Linked DNA regions of Mus musculus: region 2 is linked to region 1. Evidence: chromatin contacts called from public Hi-C data. All regions are on one chromosome and are shown on one strand. The core of a region is the stretch at or near the end of the contact, and the rest is flanking DNA. Distances in the headings are between cores, read along the strand shown.

Evidence for each region. A called contact is a pair of places that touch in the nucleus more often than the background predicts.
Region 2: a contact with region 1 is called in a Hi-C map of cerebellar granule neurons, with 2.4 times the contacts expected there. The contact joins two enhancer-like sites. A contact is called at or near these places in 23 of 484 Hi-C or Micro-C datasets (CD8 T cells, the CH12 cell line, adipose-derived mesenchymal stem cells and 14 more), 1 of 115 datasets of contacts at active chromatin or transcription factors (embryonic fibroblasts) and 1 of 9 other capture datasets (embryonic stem cells).

The regions. Positions count from the first base shown.
Region 1 is chr14:58,937,844-58,940,815 of GRCm38.p6, forward strand. No RefSeq gene overlaps it. Among named protein-coding and RNA genes, the nearest start is that of Gm33472, 110 kb to the right of the region's middle. Within about 2 kb of position 1,433, at least 6 of the 459 cell types and tissues checked have an H3K27ac peak or open chromatin away from gene starts, as enhancers often do. A contact at or near this core is called in cerebellar granule neurons, where this site is marked.
Region 2 is chr14:59,082,894-59,085,593 of GRCm38.p6, forward strand. No RefSeq gene overlaps it. Among named protein-coding and RNA genes, the nearest start is that of Gm41162, 38 kb to the left of the region's middle. Within about 2 kb of position 1,423, at least 6 of the 459 cell types and tissues checked have an H3K27ac peak or open chromatin away from gene starts, as enhancers often do. A contact at or near this core is called in cerebellar granule neurons, where this site is marked.

The DNA.
Region 1 (2,972 bases), core at 183-2,682:
TTCGAAGGGTGCAACCCTTGAAACTCCACGTACTCACAGGGCCAGTATCAAGGTCATTTCCCATCCGAGCCACACCAGGCGGACAATGGGGGTCATTTCACAGATACAAGCCGGTAATTAGAGGTGACTGCCTCTGGCTGTGTGCATGCTGGGGGGGAGCACTGTCTGGCTATGGTCCAGGGGTGCTCGGCCTGGAGAGGGTTTGAGTGGTGGGGGCGGGGATTTAGTCACACTCCCTGAAGCTCAAGTGAATAGCACCAGCAGAATTTGAGAAGCCTTCTTGGGTTTTTTGCAACACTGCTGTGCAGAAACTTCCCTACCATCCTTGAATTTTAAACAGTAAGGCAACACTACTATGAAAGGTACATGCTCTTTTCAAGAGACATGTTGTTGCCATGCTAGTATTCCTCTAGGGGGAGCTGTTGGGTTCAACTTCCTGAGAAGCCAAGACAGGTCCAGAAATTTTAGAGTTGGAGGCAGATAAAACGTGTTGCCAAAATCAGTGCAGGCAGTGCAAACACAGATCTGAGAAGATCTGGTCCTCAGGATCCCCTCCCCTGGAGGATGGACCATGATAGTGTGCTCCCAACCTCTACCCGTTCATGGATGTTCTCTTCTCTGTCAAGCTGGAGGACCTGTCTCTCAGCACTGCTCTCGGGATGGACTTGGCGGATCAGCTACTGAAGCAAATCTTTTGACCTCAACTATGATCTTGTTGCCTGGATGAACACATCCTGACCACCCCCAATGTAGGGTCTGAGCTCTGAATCAGACAAGAGCTGCTCAGTGCCCATTCCCTGGGAGCTGGGAACGAGCTTGATTTGGGGAGTTTGGCCACTGTCACCCTTTGCTTCCATAAGCCACCTCCTGACCTCAGCAAGTGTACCCTCCTGGATTTCGGTAATTCTATGGCACCCTAGCAGCGGTCTTTGCTAATCCTTTGCCTTTGGAGATGAGCCAAAACCTGGCTCAAGCTGAGGTGGATTCAGTGAATGGCTCCCCCCTGCTATTGCGTCCATTTGCATATCAATCAACGTTTTCCCAAGAAATTGGACTTTTCATTTTCACAGGAGCAGAGCAAGACAGAGCCAGGAAATAGCACACTGATAACCTTGTCTAGACTCCCAACCAAACACAAGGAGCCCCTCACATTCTAACAAATCAATAATACATCCCACACACACCTGTACTACGTTATACGGTAGTCAGCAGGGCTGTTTCAGACTTCACAAAAAACAGTTCTTTACTAGGGCAGCCTGAAGCCTGATCTAGCTTATAATCTACTCAGTGGTGACACAAACCACCCTGGAAGGTTTCCCAACTTCCCAGGTTGGTGTTATGTATCTGAGCTTCAAAGCAAGGGTGTGCACAGCCCACATTCCTGCAGGAAGTAAGGGATCTGCAGGAACAGAAATTGAAAGGCAGTTACCTGGCACCAGGCTGACACAATCTGTTCAAAGGACTGTGCACAGGCATGAGGTCAGTGGAGAGAAAGCCCAGTCAGTGAGACAGGCTTCCTCCAGCCTTGGTGGTTACCAGCTAGCCAGTGGCACCTGCCAAGCTCAGAGAGTTGCAGCATTTGAGTGTTTTGTTTTTTATCTTTGCAGGAGATTTCTATGTCACGGAGGCCAAGGACCTACATTTTTATGAAGCAACATGTTTTGAAGACGATTGTTACTAGTGACCTCTTTGCCAACTCCTTGACAGCTATCACTATGCTATTCAGAGTCAAGGCAAGAAGGAAGAGAGCACACAATATACAACTCTACTACCTGAATTTAAAAGGAGGAATCCTGCTTTCCTCTTGGGAGTAGATTTCTGTTTTTCAACTCCAAATGTTTGTCTCTATTTCAGAATTCTGCCAATATAGGTTGGATATCTGTAATCTGGAAATCTACCATCCAAATTTTTTCTCAATTCTGAATCTTTTTAAATGCAGAAAGAAAAAAAAAAAGCTACACTTGTGAAATCCCCCACCTGACATCCTTGAAAGGTCCCCCTGTAATACAAGTGGTGAATTTACCAAATAAGAGAACTATTCTAGTCTACTTTCTGTTGCTGTGATAATCATCATAATCATAACTATCTGAGGAGGAAAAGGTTTATTTTATTTTCTGTTTCCTGGTAACAGTCCATCACTAAGGGAAGCCAGAGCAGGAGCCCAAGCAAGAACTGAACCAGAAATAATGATGGAATCCCATTTTGTGGCTTGCTCCTCCTGGCTTCTTCATTTTGCTTTCTTATACAACCCACAAACATCTGTCCAGGGGTGACACTGCTCACAGTGATCTGAGCCTTCCTGTATCAATCAATAATCAAGAAATAACCTCAAAGGCGTGCCCACAAGTCAATCGAATGGAGGCATTTCCTCAGTTAAGGTTTCTTAGTCCCATGTGACTCTAGTTTATGTCAAGTTAATGAAAGTAACCAGCATGGTCATCTCATGGTTATCAGATGTGTCTAAGCTGCGCATCAAACATAAATGAGCTTCAGGTTTAGATTTTGGCTCATTCCCAAAGTACCATGCTAAAAAGATGCAAACATTCACAACTCTTAAATCAAGGCTACTTGACCTGTATTTTGAAGAGGAAGCGTTAGCCATTCTTAGTGTCATCTTACCTTTTAGATGGCTAAGAAACACTGTGTTTGAAAATATGACTCTGTGGGAATGACAATGGATATATAGATGACAACGGATGACAAGGCAATGCAGAACCCTCAAGTGATGATTTTGAACACTTCCTGACATGATACTCAATCTGAGGTGTAAACTGCTGGTCTCTAAAGACATATTGTCTTCACATAGCTCTTAGCACAGAGCACAGACACCCAGTGGTAAGTCTGCAACAAACACCAAACTTTCTTGTGCTTTTATTCACAATGGTAAAGGCAGTTGAAAGATAAAAGGCAAAGAGACAAAGACTAGTCCAGTTATGACATTCAAACTTTACCTGCCTTATGCCCAATAGAAA
Region 2 (2,700 bases), core at 173-2,672, 150 kb after region 1:
TAGTTGCAAACATTTGTGTGATAGAATGACCTACATGTCCAGTAAAATGACTTTCAGCTAAAATAAATGGTTGTGTTTCTATCACTGCTCAGGCTTTATCTAAAATCATCTTGTTTGTACCACAAATATTTCTACTGTTATTGGTGGCAGTCACCAATCTTCACCCTACCCCCCACCCCCACCCTAAGGCTTGCTTCGCCTATATACATGTGGTTTCAGGAATAGAAACCAAGTCGAGTTGGAATTCTAAGGATATTATTAACTTATGTAGGATGCAATTTCCTTCTCCATCTGCATAAATGGATTGAGATATATATTACAAGGATCTTCAGACCTAGGTAAGTGTGTGCTTTAGCACAGGACTAAGGCTCACCCTCTGGAAATACTGTGATGTCCCTGCGTGCCACACCTAGAAAGAGCAACTCAGCAAACTTCAGTGCAAGTCCTTTTCTCTTTAGCTTTTCTTTCCTTTCTGATGCCCTTTCTCCTGAATACATGGCATACCTGGAAAATCCATGGAGAGCTAATTCCTTTTGGAGACACATGGTATGTGAAGCTCAATTTCATAGCCTATGGCAAAATGAGTTTATAATTATATGATAAACATTTAGTTGGATCTAACCATAAGTTTTTATCACAGGAAAATATGCCTTAGTTTATATTTATAGTTGTACTAGATAAAAAAAAATTCACCCTGGCCTACTGTCTCTTTAATATATCTAAATATTTTGTATGGCTTTTGACTTATAATAAGTTGGCTTATGAGTTGTTTAAAATTTTATTTTAAATCAGAAAATTTAAGGTAGTTGCTGATCTAATGCCAAGTCTTTCTGTATAATACAAACTTTTGGGAATTCATAGCTCTTCAATTTGCATCTGGAGTAAGATTTTAATAAGTTGTTATAGACTTGTGTCATCTATAAGTATATTGGAGGGTGTACACATGAATTAAATTCATTTTATTAAGATCTCATTTCTCACTGTGTGTGTTCCAGTCCCACCCAGTATGGATATATTTTATTTTCTTATCACATGGTGTAATGTTACATAAGTTATCATTAACAATGTTGATAATCTCCACAAGCCCAGTCCCAAATGGTTCTTGATTCCAAATTAGAAACATGCTGGCTTTAAAGTAATACTTTGTTGACTTTGAGGAAAAGTAAGTGGGTAAAATAAATATGTCTGCATATTCTCAGAGAAGCTGCCATCTAAATATCATCGAGACTGAAAGTGTTTCATGTACAATATCTTTTATTTATTTGTTTTGATACAGGGTCCCACTCTGCTGCTCTAGATGTCCTAGAATTCACTGTGTCATCACAGGCTGGCCTCAAACTCCCACAGATCCATGTGCCTCTGCTTCCTGAGTCCTAGAATTAACAGCATGCACCAGCACAGCATGGATTATGTCTCACTAATGGTGTGCTTTGTTAAAAATAAAAGATACTGCCTAGGCATTAAGGTTGCACTATAGATGCCATGTCCCATAGCTGCCTTTTTGTGAGGTAATTTCTTGGTTGTTACCATCATATGTCTCTGCAACTCTTGAAGAACTAAGTTACTATGATGCAGTGCAAGAATTTTTCAATAGAAATATAAAAGTAAGCAGGAAATTTATCAGACTTAACAAGCTAGTAAGAACTACAAAAGCTGACATTTCACACATAGCAACGATCCAAAAAGCAAAAGCCATGAACCAACCTTTGTCCACCAGCCCCACCGCATGGCGGTGTGAGAATTTACAGCTCATCAGAGGAAACTATTTTTACCAATTATTTAAAATGCTTCACATCAGTCGAATGCTTCGCGGCAAATGTTCTTTTCAAGTGGTAGAAGGACTCAGCATTCCACAAGAAAGAATGTATAGTCTTGACCTTGTTCCAGCCTTAAGAGACTCTAAGAATATCATGCTTTTTCCTGCTTAAAACACATATTGCAGCAGACAAACCTTGAATTTTAAATCTAAATGCTTCCAGAAAACTTTGCAGTATTGTTTTTGCAGCTTACAATACAGAATCAGAAGAGTCTGTGGTTTGCTTTATTTTAGGCAATAACATTTTATTCATTAAAATTTGTCTGGGTATCTTGTTATCTCCAAGCAAATAATTGCATTTCAAAATATGAGGATATATAAAACACTTCAGCACCACATACAACTCTAAGAGACCTTTAGAAGTTAAATCAGTGATTTCCCACTTCTCACTTCTCTCCTCCTGTTCCTTCAGTTTGTTGCTTAAATTGCACTGCACAAATCTTACAGTGATGCTTGCTTTTATGAGAGGGATTTCCCTTTAATCCAATGTACTTCTTTTTAGTAAGCATTATTGCATATACTTAAGGTATACAGCAATGATGTATAACCATCATCATGTGGTGTCACACACATAGTGACCCCCTTGGGGTATTTTTATGATAAGAGTAGCCAAGGTCTCCTCATACATTGTGAGTCCTACTTAAAGAACTTGATTACTATATACAGTCCTTGTACTTCACACACAGTCTCTGGGTTCAATCTGTCACCTTTCCCCATAAATCTAAGATCTTTAGAAAACAAGCAGACAGTGACTTTCTGCCCATTTTTGAGACCAGAGTGCAGCAATATATTTTAAAGAAATAAATACATTCTTAAAAAGAAAATCCTTCAATACAATTTTTTTGTGAGAAGCAAAATCTAGGACTGAATTATTTTAAAGTACA